Regions from separate parts of the Sus scrofa genome. Here region 1 is linked to region 2. The links are chromatin contacts, called in public HiChIP or PLAC-seq maps. All regions are on one chromosome and are shown on one strand. The core of a region is the stretch at or near the end of the contact, and the rest is flanking DNA. Distances in the headings are between cores, read along the strand shown.

Region 1 (6,368 bases), core at 1,998-4,497, 45 kb before region 2:
GCTTTGGGCAAAGTCCCAGTAGCTGCCATGGGATGAAGAAGGTGAAACTGAGAAGACAGCCAGGCCAGGTGCTAAAAAGTCATCAGTTCATGATGATAGGAAAGATATTGCTGTAGGATTATAGATTGCTATTTTCCGTACATGAGTTTTTTTTTGTGTGTGTGTGTGTGTGTTTTAAGGCTGTTTAGATTTTCTGTAGTTTAGGTCCTTTTTGTTCTCTTTTAGTATTTAGTCCATTTTTGAAATGCTAGTCTGGTCAGCTGTGCTAAGGGGAACTGAGAAAGAGCTTTTTGTCCAGTTTGGATCAGAGTTTTAAAGGGGAAACAGCTCACAGACTGCTGACGAGGCGAAAATGAGGGCTCTTGTCCGAATGAGAGAGCCTCAAAGGGAAGGTAAACTGAGAGCCACTAAGCTGGAAACCCTGGTTCGGAGGCCCCCCCACCACCGAGGTGTGCTTACCAAATCTGGGTCCATCTCCCCATCCCCGCAGTCTGTTACTCCCCTAGGGACCCAGACAAGAGGCAAGAAGGGACCTGAATGAAGAATGAGGAGAAGCAGTGCCCCGGGATGGGTGGCCCAGGGCTGGACTGAGTGGGTAGCTATGCAGTTTGCCCTCAAGACTGGGGCCAGCAAAGAGGAAAGCTGGTCTTGTCTGGAGATGGGGGCGGGGGTGGGGGGTATCAATATGAGCATGAGTCACTGGGTGCCAAATACTCCAGCTGGGCAAGTTCCCAAATCTTCTTTCCAGTTAAGGCAGGAGAGGACACCCACGGGCTGCAGAGGACCCCACTCATACCTGGGGAGAGGACGAGTGAGGGTTCCTGCACCAGCAGAGCCCCGCAAGCAAACTGGGGCCCTGGACCGTCATCCATTAGCTGGAACCTAAAGCAGAGATGGAGGCGGAACAGGCCAGCCTCACGGCAGGATCGGGCGTAGGGAAAGGCTGCTGATGGTGCAAGAGGAATGACTGGGGGCCACCCAGGCCTCCTGGTCACGCGGTTTGGCAGAGTTGAATCATTTCAGACCCCACCCAGGCCTGGTTCTCTGGGGCTGCTGCTCAAAGACCTTAGGTAGCTACAGATGGGTAGAGTCGGGAATGGGCAGCTGTTGTCACTATCAAAGTCCCAGGCTCAGGCCTGCCCTCATAGTCTGCTCCAGTTATCTAAAACCAAGTAACATGCCAGAAACTAGGGCCATAAAAACAACAACAATCCTTTATTTTGCATTTCAGGCAGGGCCAGGAAGGGACTGCCCTGCCCCAGCGTGTCTGGGGCCCATGACTCAAATGGCCAGGGACAGCAGAGGGCTGGCAGAGCATCTCGCTGTATTCTCTCCCCTGTTCCCTCTAGCATGGAGGCCTCCTCAGGGTAGCTGGGCTTAGTGTTGGCTCAGGGCGATCATTTCCAGAGGCCCAGGCAGAAGCTGCAAGGTATTCATGATCTATCTTCAGGAGTTCCAGGATATGGTGGAATCACTAAATCAAGGCAAGTTCAAGGGAAACAGTATAGACCCCACCTGTCAATAGTAGGAGTGTCAACGTATCTGCCACCCACCCCCTTTTTTAATGGCCTCACTGGTGGCATATGGATGTTCCCCAGCCAGGGATTGAATCCGAGTCACAGTTGCAATACCAGATCCTTGAACCCACTGCTCCAGCCAGGGACTGAACTCGGGCCTCCACAGCCACCCAAGCCACTGCAGTTGGATTCTTAACTCACACACAGCAGGAACTCCCATTCGCCCCCATTTTGAAGGTATAGGGCATCTCACCTAGTCCTCAGCAGAGGCTCCCAGCTGAACCCACTGTTCCCAGGTTCTCACTGATAGCAGCTGGGAGGCAGCAACACACAGGGTAGAAAAACCGAGGGAGCTACCAGGCCTGCATTCTGGCCTAAGCAGGATCCACCACTCAGCAACTGGTTGAGCTTGTTAGATGACTTACCTCTCAGAGCCATGGCTTCCTTATGTACAAACTGGAAATACTACTACCATGGGGACCAAGAAAATGTACTTTTCAGGCCTTGCAGTGCTGAGCAGCCCTGACCCGGAGCCCTGTCACAGCCGCTGAGCCCTAAAATCTATCTGCTGTTGCTCATCCCAGCTTGGGACAGAGGCCAGTTTCCTGGGGCTGCTCCCAGTCATGACTAAGAAGCTGCTCCTGGAGGGTGCTGGATTCCTGGACCAGGCCATTTTGGCTTGAGGACACCCCCCCACCCCACACCACCCCCATAGGCCTTGCTGAACTTTCTTAGAGCTGCGCTGGGTACTTCGTCCTGTCCAGCCTTCCTTCCTTCCTTGCCGCGCTCCTGCACAGAAGCCACACCTGCGTGTCCTTCAAACGGTGCTCCTGTCACCCCTGCTCCTCTCTAACGCTGCTGGGATCAACAGCCCCAAGGCTGCTGCGGGTATTAAGTAGGTATGTGTTGGCGCCTAGCCAAGGACTGCCATATAGTTGCCATATAGTTGCCATATAGTTGGGTTCCCTCAACTAATGTTTATGGAGTCCCCGCTGCGCGCGGACTTTTAGTCTCGGTGCCTGGGACGTAGTATCGGTGAACCAGGCAGGTGAGAACCTCCGGGCCTCCTGCTTAGGCTTCTTGCGGATCCCCTCCCTGCGGTAAGATAAAGCCGCAATTCTTCTACGGGACACGGGAGCGCTTCCAAGTCTGACCCCAAGGGGGCCTCCACACCTCCCACCCCAACCTGCACACCTGAGCCTGCGGGCAAAGGAAGTTCCTTCTTTTCTCTGACCATCTTGCTCTCTCACCCCCAAGGTCGTACAGCTGTTTCTTCTCCAAATGCTGCCTCCCTCCTCGCACACACCCCTCACGTGACAAACCCTTACCCATCCCCCAAGTCCCAGTTCTGTTGTGGGGTCCTTGGTCACCCAGGCAGAGATGCTTGCGGGCACAGATCTCAGCAGGCACCCCATAAAAGCACTTGTTACACTGCGCTTTTGCTGCTGTAACAGTGTCTCCGTTAACTTGTGAGCTCGTCTAGAGCAGCGGCAGTGTCCTATCCAGGCTGAATCTGCCGGCGCGGCCCTTTGTAGGCCCGCAGCTCCGGACCGAGGAGCGGGGACAGCCCGGGAGGATACGCGGTTTTCCCGGGTGACCGCGGGGGCCTGCGGCGAGGGGGCGGGGGCGCGGCTGGCGCTGCGGGGACCGGCCGGGGTCGATCCGGCCGAATCGCAGCTGCTGCCGCGGGGCACATGACTGCGGGCTCAGCCCCCGCCCCGCCCCGCCCGCTTCCCGGCGCAGCTGCCCGCTGTCTCCTCCCGGGGCTGCGGCGAGCCGGGCCGGCCAGCGTCCCCACCCTGCGCGCTCCCTCCCCACCGCCGCTGCCGGGGCGGGGGAAAGCGAAACCAAAGCGACCCTTCCACTCCGCGCCGGCAGGCCGGGTGCATCGAGGCCGCGATCGTCCAGCCGCGGAGCGGGGAGCGGCGAGCACCCGCCCGAGGGTCCCGGGTCTTCCGGCTGCTTACTGCGGCTGCGGGGGCGGCGGCGGTGCTCCTCCCTCCTTTCCCCTCCCGCCACCCGCCCCCCGGCCGGTGAGCGGTGCGCAGGATGGGCAGGTGCTGCTTCTACGCGGTGGGGACGCTGTCCCTGCTCCTGCTGGTGACCAGCGTCACGCTGCTGGTGGCCAGAGTCTTCCAGAAGGCCGTGGACCAGGCGATCGAGAAGGTGAGGCGTGTGTGTGTGTGTGTGTGTGTGTGAGAGAGAGAGAGAGAGAAGGCGCTTGAGTGCTGGGGGCACACTTCCACCCCACTCCCCACTGCTGAACCTTGTCCAGGGAGGATCTGTGCCCGGGCAAACCCTCTGGACCAGAGCCCTTTTTTCGCCCTCGCCTTCTCGGGGTGGGCTGGAAAGGGTTAAAGAAGGATGGCGAGGAATGGCACTGACCGTGTTCCTTTTAGAATAATAAGACTCTGGATCTCGACTTTTTAAAAGGCTAGCCCTTATATTCCACCATTTGCATTCCCCCACCCCCACCCCAGGCCCTCCCTTTGCCCCATCACTGTTGGGCCCAAGCTCGTTTCCCTCCGACTTCATGAAGAAATAAAACTAAATGAAAGACACCACAGCTGGAACAGGTTTTTGGCTGCTTGCTGAGGCCTCTGAAGTGGTGTGGGGCTGAGGAGGAAAAGCGGGTGTGTGGTCTATTGTGTTCTTGCCTTCCTGGGCTGGGCCTCGCATTGGGTAGCCAGGCCAGGCCTCTGGGGTGGGTGACATTTCAGTGCTCACCCACAGACTTAGCCGGTTCGGTCAGAACCAACATCCTCCGTTGCTTTGTCTCACTCATGGTTCTTCCTCTTCAACAGCGGTAAACCTCAGGCAAAGATGCATTTCGATTCATAACAGAATCTGAGCCAGTCCCGTCCACCTAGGTAGGTGGGCTGGAGAGCTCGTCATTTCAGATTTCTCCATCCTATGGCTTCCCCAGGAGTCATTTCTTCTGCCCTGTCACCCACATCCACCAATCTGTGTGGAAAGATGAAAAAGAGAGTTACTGAGACACTTTTTCCTAAAACAAAAGGGAAAGAAAGAAAAAGATTGGAGCAGCCTTTCTCCTTAGCACCCATAACTTCATGCCTCGTTTCTCCTGCTGGTTAACTCTTGCTCCTGGCCGGATAAAAAAGCCCAGGCTACCTCCGGATTTGATCACTGCATTCCCAGTTAGCAAGATTGTTTCATTCTAGGTGGCAACAGGCATATTTCTTTAATACAGGTTTCTTTTTTTCTTTTTGCTTTTTTCTAGGGCCAATCCCTGGGCATATGGAGGTTCCCAGGCTAGGGGTCTAATCAGAGATGTACCTGCCAACCTAGGCCACAGCAACTCCAGATCCAAGCCACGTCTGCGACCTACACCACAGCTCACGGCAGCACCAGATCCTTAACCCACTGAGCAAGGCCAGGGATCGAACCTGCAATCTCATGGTTCCTAGTCGGATTCGTTAACCACTGAGCCACACCGGGAACTCCTACTAGAGGCTTCTAGAACCCATCAGTTAGGAGTTCCCATTGTGGCTCAGTGGTTAATGAACCCCGGACTAGTATCCATGGGGACTTGGGTTCCATCCCTGGCCTTGCCCAGCGGGTTGAGGATCTGCCATTACTGCCAGCTTGTGGTGTAGGTCAGAGGCTCAACTTGGATCCCAAGTTGCTGTGGCTGTGGTATAGGCAGGCAGCTGTAGCTCAGATTGGACTCCCAGCCTGGGAACCTCCATATGCCACAGGTGTGGCCCTAAAAAGAAAAAATAAAATAAAATAAAAAAAAGCCATCAATTACTTGAAATCTGATAGTTAAAGGCAATTTTTAAAAGATGCCATTGCAGGAGTTCCTGTTGTGGCTCAGTGGTTAACGAATCCGACTAGGAGCCATGAGGTTACGGGTTCGATCCCTGGCCTTGCTCAGTGGGTTGAGGATCTGGCATTGCCGTGAGCTGTGGTGTAGGTCAAAGATGCGGCTTGGATCCCGCATTGCTGTGGCTCTGGCATGGGCTGGTGGCTACAGCTCCGATTGGACCCCTAGCCTGGGAACCTCCATATGCCGTGGGAGCAGTCCAAGAAGTGGCAAAAAGACCAAAAAAAAAAAAAAAATGCCATTGCAAAGCATAGTTTATTTATTTATTTATTTTAAGTTCACATTGCCAAGGGGAGACAAAGCTTCTTAAAGGCCATTGTTTTCCCTGAGCACCTGTGTTCGGAGAAAAAGCTAAACCAAATTTCTCCACTCCCGGGCCCCTGCAAAGCCATGGCAAGATTGTTCAAGGATGTAACCTCTCTCCTGGGTGACTAGAGTTGAGCAATCCAATTATAGTCCATTGAATTTTCTTGCGTGGCTTTGAAAGGCTGTTTCAAGGGAGCCCGGCAGGACAGTTGATCGCCCCAGTGCCCTGGGTACTCATTACCAGCCCTCAGCCACTCTGTGGCTGTGTTCACGGGTGGGGGCAGGGAGGGGGGAGGCGCTATTAGGCAGCTTGGGTGGGGCTTGAGTGCGCGTTGATTTTTGGTGCTTTTCTCCCTGAGGCATGGACTCTGATCTGACTAATAAACCAAAGTACAGGGGAAGTGGACTTGCCGCATTCCTTGACCCTGTTAAGCAACCCTGCACAAGACGGAGTGTGCCAGGGAGAATTTCAGTGGACAGGCGAGGGGCTCTTGTGGGGCCAGAGGTCATTCATTGCTATATCATCACCATCCTGCTTTTCTGGATCACCTGTAGGGTGGTAGCATGAGAGGCGTGGGAAAGAGGAAGGACTTTGCCGGCCAATCTGTGGACATGAATCCTGACTCTACCAGCTACTATCTGGGTAACCTTGGGCTGGTGCCTAGCCTTTCTGGATTCTAGGTTTTTCTATCTGTAAA
Region 2 (6,674 bases), core at 1,145-3,644:
ACTTTTCCAAAATTGTGGAATGGAATGGAAAAACGTAAGTGTAATGATTTATTGGTGTAATTAATTTTTTTCAATTTTCATTTAAACCGAATGTCCACTTCTGCTTTATTTTAAAAAAAATTTAGCAGTATCATTTTTTGGATGAAAAAATACCTATCTATACATTTTAAAATCTATAATTATGTAAAATAGCCTACAATATAAATAATATAGTATGACTGTGTACAATTATTATTTTCTAATTCAAAATTGGGGGTAGGGTACTTCACAAATTAAATATTCATCATTTGTAAGTGTCTTGTGACAAGGCAAGAATCACAAAGCCAGGGAAGTTTTCACTCTCGGTCTTAGTCTCTGAATGATGCATAGCTGCAGCACAGATACATTTCAAATCACTGCTTTTTTTTTTTTTTTTTTAGGGCCACACCCACTGCATATGGAGGTTCCCAGGCCAGGAGTTGAATCGGAGCTGTAGCTGCTGGTCTGTGCCACAGCCACAGCAACGCAAGTTCCAAGCCGCATCTGTGACCTACACCACAGTTCATGGCAACACCGGATCCTTAACCCACTGATCAAGGCCAGGGATTGAACCTGCATCCTCATGGATGCTAGTCCGTTTCATTAACCGCTGAACCACAATGGGAACTCCTGCTTGTTTTGAGGGAAGGAAAGAAGCTCTCTTAATTTAATTTAGTGATTGTGCTTTGTGCGTTTTTCTTTTAAATTGAAAAACCTTTCAGTTCGTATGACAGCATTTCAAAATATTTTAGTATGTATAATTTACGAACAAACTACCTCCAAGAAGGAACTGAAGCTGCTTGCAATAAAGCCACACATAAAGCAAAAAGATTTTTTTGTAAGTCATAGAAATTAGACGTCTTTGAGACTTCTTTGAGAGAAAAGAGGGCTAATTCTTCAGGGATTATGGTAAGAGAAATCCTGTTCATGAACATTCAGTTAACTTGAAGCTTCCCAGAAATACAGGCCGAAAAAAACTGGTGTGGAATATTAGCTTCACTACTTTTCCGTAAAGCTACAACTGCTTTTAAATTAAAAGTTTATTTAGATTTTTAAAAACACTCATACATATACATTTGTGTACACACACACACACAAACACACACACACACTCTGCCTAGAAAAGAAGAACCCTGAAAGCATAACACTGGCAACAATGTTGCCTTTGGAGGGGAATCAGATGACTGGGCACTGGCTTAGGAGGGATATTTACTTGTACACAGGATATGGCTGGATTTTGGTTTAAACCCAATCTGTTACTTCCTAGTCTTTTAAGGGGGTTAATCCTTTTATATGCATATTGTAATACTGATACATTTATAACATAATGATATATTATTTGATATAAGTAGACTCATCTTTGACATTCTTTTTCACCCTTAGCTCATTTATGTCTATTCTGTCCTTAGATTAACAATATATATTTTCCTAACAAAACTAAAGCTGTGTATTTTCTCTTTTTCCATTAACTTTGCCTGTTTCTTCTCTTTCTTTCTTTCTTTTTTTTTTTTGCTTTTTAGGGCTGCACCTGTGGCATATGGACATTCCTAGGCTAGGGGTCCAACTGGAGCTGCAGTTGCCAGCCTACGCCACAGCCAGAGGGGTGCTGGATCCGAGTCGTATCTGTGACCTACACCACAGCTCACAGCAACACCAGATCTTTAACCCACTGAACAAACCTAGGGATCACACCCCCCATGGATACTAGTTGGGTTCCTTATCACTGAGCCGTGATGGGAGCTCCAAACTTGGCCTATTTCTGAACACACATAGACACACAAACATACACACACACCCCGCTTTTGTGTTATTCTTGTCTACAACTTGTTTCACCTTCTTATGAAGCCAAATATAAGTAAAAGTTCATTATTTTATAGTAAATAATTAAATGTACTAAGGTTTTTTTTCTTATTAGGATTGCACCTGCGGCATATGGAAGTTCCTAGGCTAGGGGTCAAATCAGAGCTGCAGCAGCTGGCCACAGCAATGCCAGATCCGAGCCACATTTTCAGCCTACACCGAGCTCATGGCAATGTCAGATTGTAGCCCACTGAGTGGGGCCAGGAATCAAACCCTCATCCTTATGGATACTAGTCGAATTCTTAACCTGCTGAATCACAACGGGAACTCCCCAACATATTTTATTAGGTTTTTTTCCTTCTCATATCTTCCCCCTGGGGTTAGTTTCTTCTTGCTGAAGATCATTAATACAGCGGTTCTCAACAAGAGGCAGTTTTGCCCCCAGAGGATAGTGGTGATGTCCAGATACATTTTTGGTTGTCATAACTGGAGCTAGCCACTGGCATCTCCTGGGTGGAGACCTGGGATGCCTCTGAACACCCTGCAGTGTAAAGGACAGACCGCCCACAGAGTTATCAGGCTCGAAATGTTAGTAGGTTGAGAAACCCTCTATTAGTGATCTCAGAGAGACAGCAGTGAGTGACAGCTTGGAGTGAGATCTTAATTGTCTGCTCAGGAATTGAACCTGGGCAGCCTGGATGAGACCCAGGAGCCCTAACCACTAGATTAGCTCAAGGCTGAGAGTAGAATTGCCCTGATTCTTGCCCCCTGTTCAAAGCAAGAATGTTTCAAGGAGGCAAAGGCTATAGAAACAGGAGGAAGTTTCTTGTTATGAGTCACAGTACTGGAGTTCCCGTCGTGGCGCAGTGGTTAACGAATCCGACTAGGAACCATGAGGTTGCGGGTTCCGTCCCTGCCCTTGCTCAGTGGGTTAACAATCCGGCGTTGCCGTGAGCTGTGGTGTAGGTTGCAGACGCGGCTTGGATCTTGCGTTGCTGTGGCTCTGGTGTAGGCCGGTGGCTGCAGCTCCAGATTCAGCCCCTAGCCTGGGAACCTCCATATGCTGCGGGAGCGGCCCAAGAAATAGCAAAAAAAGACCAAAAAAAAAAAAAAAAAAAAGAGTCACAGTACACCATGTGGGAGAGCACACAGAGGAATCCTGTTTATTTAAGTCAGAAGCAAAGCTGTAATGCACGCCCTAAAGAGGAGTGTGGGTGTCGGAGTCAGAGTCCCCCTCAGTGAGGAGCAAGCCAGAGCTGATTTAAATCACTTATATAGGACAGTTCTTCTGGGTCTTTGTTTACCTTTAGCCAATTGTCCTGTTTTAATTCTCACACCTGACTGGACACAGGACCCTCCCCAACATGCGTGCGCATCTTTTGACAAAGATGGATTCCAGGGCAAAGGGTGCCAGGAGGTATCAGGACTTATATGGCCTGGCGCCCCCTCCCTTTCTGACCCCGAGAGTCTTACTGCACATGTGTAATTGGGGAGCTCTCCTTGACCCCAGGAGTGATTGAATGGTCATCTTTCTAGATGGAACATGAAACAAGGCCTAAAAGGACACAGACTCCCTCTTATCAAGCAGGCCCATGTAACGGATAAGTTCCCAAAGACAAAGATAAGCCCCAAGGCCACAGACTACAAGGCTCAGCCAAACGCCCCTGTCTATAAAAAATCAAGCACTCCCCTGCAGCGGGGAAGTCTCGCCTGCTCAGGGCTTGAGACCACTGTGTTGGTCAGCAGACTTCCCTGGCAATCTCATTGCTCCAGCCTCTGCCTTCTCCTTCTTCTAACAATCTTATCTCTCCACTCCGGCTGAGCTTGGCTCCTTCACCTCTTTCCTTGAGGTGTCAAAGAGAAACAAGGCCCAGTTTCCTTGGCCTAAGGAGTCCCAGCTCTTCCCAGCCCAGGGACCCATCTGCCTCCTGCCTCCTTAGTAGTTCTTTCCGTAAGGATCTGTGGGTGTTATACTTTCTTAGACATTGCATATTTAAAAGATCTTTATTTCACTCTTAATTTTCAATGATTTTCATTGGGTGTAGAGTTCTAGGTTGACATTTAGAAATTAAGAAGCTATTACTCCATTGGCTTTTTTTTTTTTTTTTTTTTTTTGTCTTTTTAGGTCCACACCTGCAGCATATGGAGGTTCTCAGGCTAGGGGTTGAATCAGAGCTGTGGCTGGTGGTCTACATCACAGCCCAGCAATGCCAGATCCTTAACCCACAGAGCGAGGCAAGGGATTGAACCTGCATCCTCATGGATGCCAGTTAGATTCATTTCCATTGAGCCACAACGGGAACTCCCTCCATTGGCTTTTGATATCTTTTTCCTTGACCTTTTGCAGTTTTACTACAACATATCCAGGTTTGAATTTATTTTATTTACTGCATTTGGCCCTTGGGGCATACTTTTAATCTAAGGCCTCATATCTTTCTTAAGGTTTGGAAAACTTTCAGCAATTGCCTCTTAAATTATTGCTTCTCTGTTATTCACTCTGTTCTCACTACCCTTCCCCAAACTCCTATTAATTGTTCATTGGAGCCCCTTGATATATTCTGTATAGCTTGATCCTTTAATTTTTAACCTTTCTGAGTTTATATTTGCATAAATTCCTTAGAACGATCTTTCATTTAGCCATTTCTCTGTGCCAACTACGTGCCAATAGAGTTTATCCCTATGTTGAGGTTTTCTTTCAGAAACTATTTTTATGCCCCGAGATTTCTATTTTTCATTCTTTCAGTCTTTCTACTCTTACTTCATTCTTTCCTTTTTATTTTTAATAACATACCATTCTTTTCTAAGGATGTTTTGCTTTCGCTTGTCTCATTGAGGATGCTAAACACATTTATGTAAAGTATTAGCTGGATTGTTCAATTATTTTAATTTCTTCTAAGATGAATTCATCTTACTGTTGGTTTTGTTGCCTGTCTCTTAGCATGTTGCAATGTTGGGAGTTCTCGCTGTGGTGCGGTGGGTTAACGATCCAGCTTTATCTCTCCAGTGGCACCAGTTTGATCCTGGGCCTGGTGCAAAGAGTTGAGGGTCTGGTGATGACATAGCTGTGGCATAGGGTGCAGCTGTGGCTTGGATTCAATCCCTGGCCCAGGAACTTCACATGCTGCGGGCGCAGCTGAAAAAGAAAACAAACAAACAAATGATGATTGGCAGAATTATTTTAGTTGGGAAGTCTGTCTGTTACCTATCCATCCATCCATCCATCCATCTATCCATCTATCCATCCTCTCACCTCTTCCTAGGTAGCACTTTTGCAGGTGCCTCCATTAGCCAGTACACATTATGGGCTCCCGCCAAAGAATCAACAGGCAGCTTGATTCACATTCTGTTTGTGAGGCTGTGTCTGCGGCATCCTGTCTCCCAGCAACTCAGCTTTGCTTTCTTTGGCCTCTCCTGCTGAGCAGAAAAACCCCTGCCCCCAGACCCTGATTTCAAGCCCTTGATGGACCACTTTTAATTCTTATTAACCTTAGGAGCTGGACTCAGAGATCTTTCTCCTGGCCCAGTGGGCTGGCAGTTTTAGCCCTATTCACCACTTGGCATTTTTCACCTTTCATTATCTAGGGAGATGTTTGTTAGTGTTTGAATAGCAAGTAGAGCTTTTAAATGTTCCCTTTTTGTGTTTTATCAGCCACTACTCTGTTTTTACTTGGCCCTCAATTCATGAACTTAGACTGATGCCTCCTTGACCAGATGTTGGAAGAATTACTATTTATGACCCATCCTTTCCTGTATTTTGCATTTTGGACCATTATTCAAGGAATTAATTTTTAAAAACCCTCCATCTCAAATGTGCTCTTAGCGAGTACAGAGTCAATTCAGCATTACGCTTTTCTGTGACCCTAGAGAAATCCTCCATTAGCTGTTGGTAGGGGAGACAGTTGACGCTCTGTCGTGAATGTTATCTAAGTTAACATATCTGTCCAGAGCTTACCTGTCCACAGGCTGCTGTGAACAAGGCTGTTGTGAACACCGCATTGGGTCATAGCTTTAAGTAAATGGGTCTTCCTAAACCTCTACAAAAGATACTCTGTTTTAGAGGAAGGGAAGAGGGAAGAATGGATTTAGGGAGGTGGAGCCTGCTTTTCCCTCTCTTGATCTAATCTCTGACCAAATACCCTTGTGTCCATGTGTGAATAGGAGTCTGTGGGTAGCCAGGTCCTAGTCAAGTCTTGAAAAGTCCAGACCATTAAAAGAAGCCTGCGATCCAGTGTGACTCTTTGCTGTGCTTCCAATGACAGGTCTCTTGACTGGTGGACTGCAGACACGTGCAATATGATCAACGGGACGGACGGAGATTCTTTTCACCCATTGATCACTAAAGACGAGGTCCTTTATGTCTTCCCATCTGATTTTTGCAGGTAAGAACTTGAAAAATGAGTTATTTGACTGCAAGACCACCAAACATACGAGGAATATATGTAGCTACACTTATTTGGCAAGGATATTTATGTGTAGTCAGTGATCAATGATCATAGCATCCTGTGGTGACTCACAGCTCTGACTCCAGAGCCCGGATGTATTGTAACCAGTTCCACCACTTACAGCCATGTGACCTTGGGAAGATTATTTAGCCATTCTGTGCCTCACTTGCTTCATTTGCGAAAGAAGGGTAGGAATGGTTATCTACCTTGGGAGTTTTGAGGACGAATAAGTTTCTTTAATAAAATACTTAGCCCAGGGAGTGTCCCACAGTCAATAATATTAAATGCTAACACTTTGTTATTATGGTATGCTCTGTTGGGTATGAAATTTGCCCTAGTCATGTTCCAGTCAACAGGCAGTCGCTGATAGAAGATGAAGAAATCGTTCTGTTGTCCCTATTTCAGCAGTCACAG

What was found. HiChIP or PLAC-seq counts read pairs in DNA pulled down with a chosen protein or histone mark.
Region 1: a contact with region 2 is called in an H3K27ac HiChIP or PLAC-seq map of alveolar macrophages. The contact joins the promoter of SCARB2 here to the enhancer-like site in region 2. A contact is called at or near these places in 1 of 5 promoter capture datasets (liver), 7 of 47 Hi-C or Micro-C datasets (alveolar macrophages, fetal heart ventricle, heart right ventricle and 2 more) and 1 of 2 datasets of contacts at active chromatin or transcription factors (alveolar macrophages).

What each region holds. Positions count from the first base shown.
Region 1 is chr8:71,907,340-71,913,707 of Sscrofa11.1, reverse strand. It overlaps SCARB2 (scavenger receptor class B member 2), which reads left to right and starts at 3,247. Exons shown (of 12, transcript NM_001244155.1): 1 at 3,247-3,683. The coding sequence starts at 3,567.
Region 2 is chr8:71,861,246-71,867,919 of Sscrofa11.1, reverse strand. It overlaps SCARB2 (scavenger receptor class B member 2), which reads left to right. Exons shown (of 12, transcript NM_001244155.1): 5 at 1-34; 6 at 6,078-6,197. Among named protein-coding and RNA genes, the nearest start is that of NUP54, 31 kb to the right of the region's middle. Within about 2 kb of position 2,394, at least 5 of the 83 cell types and tissues checked have an H3K27ac peak or open chromatin away from gene starts, as enhancers often do. A contact at or near this core is called in alveolar macrophages, where this site is marked.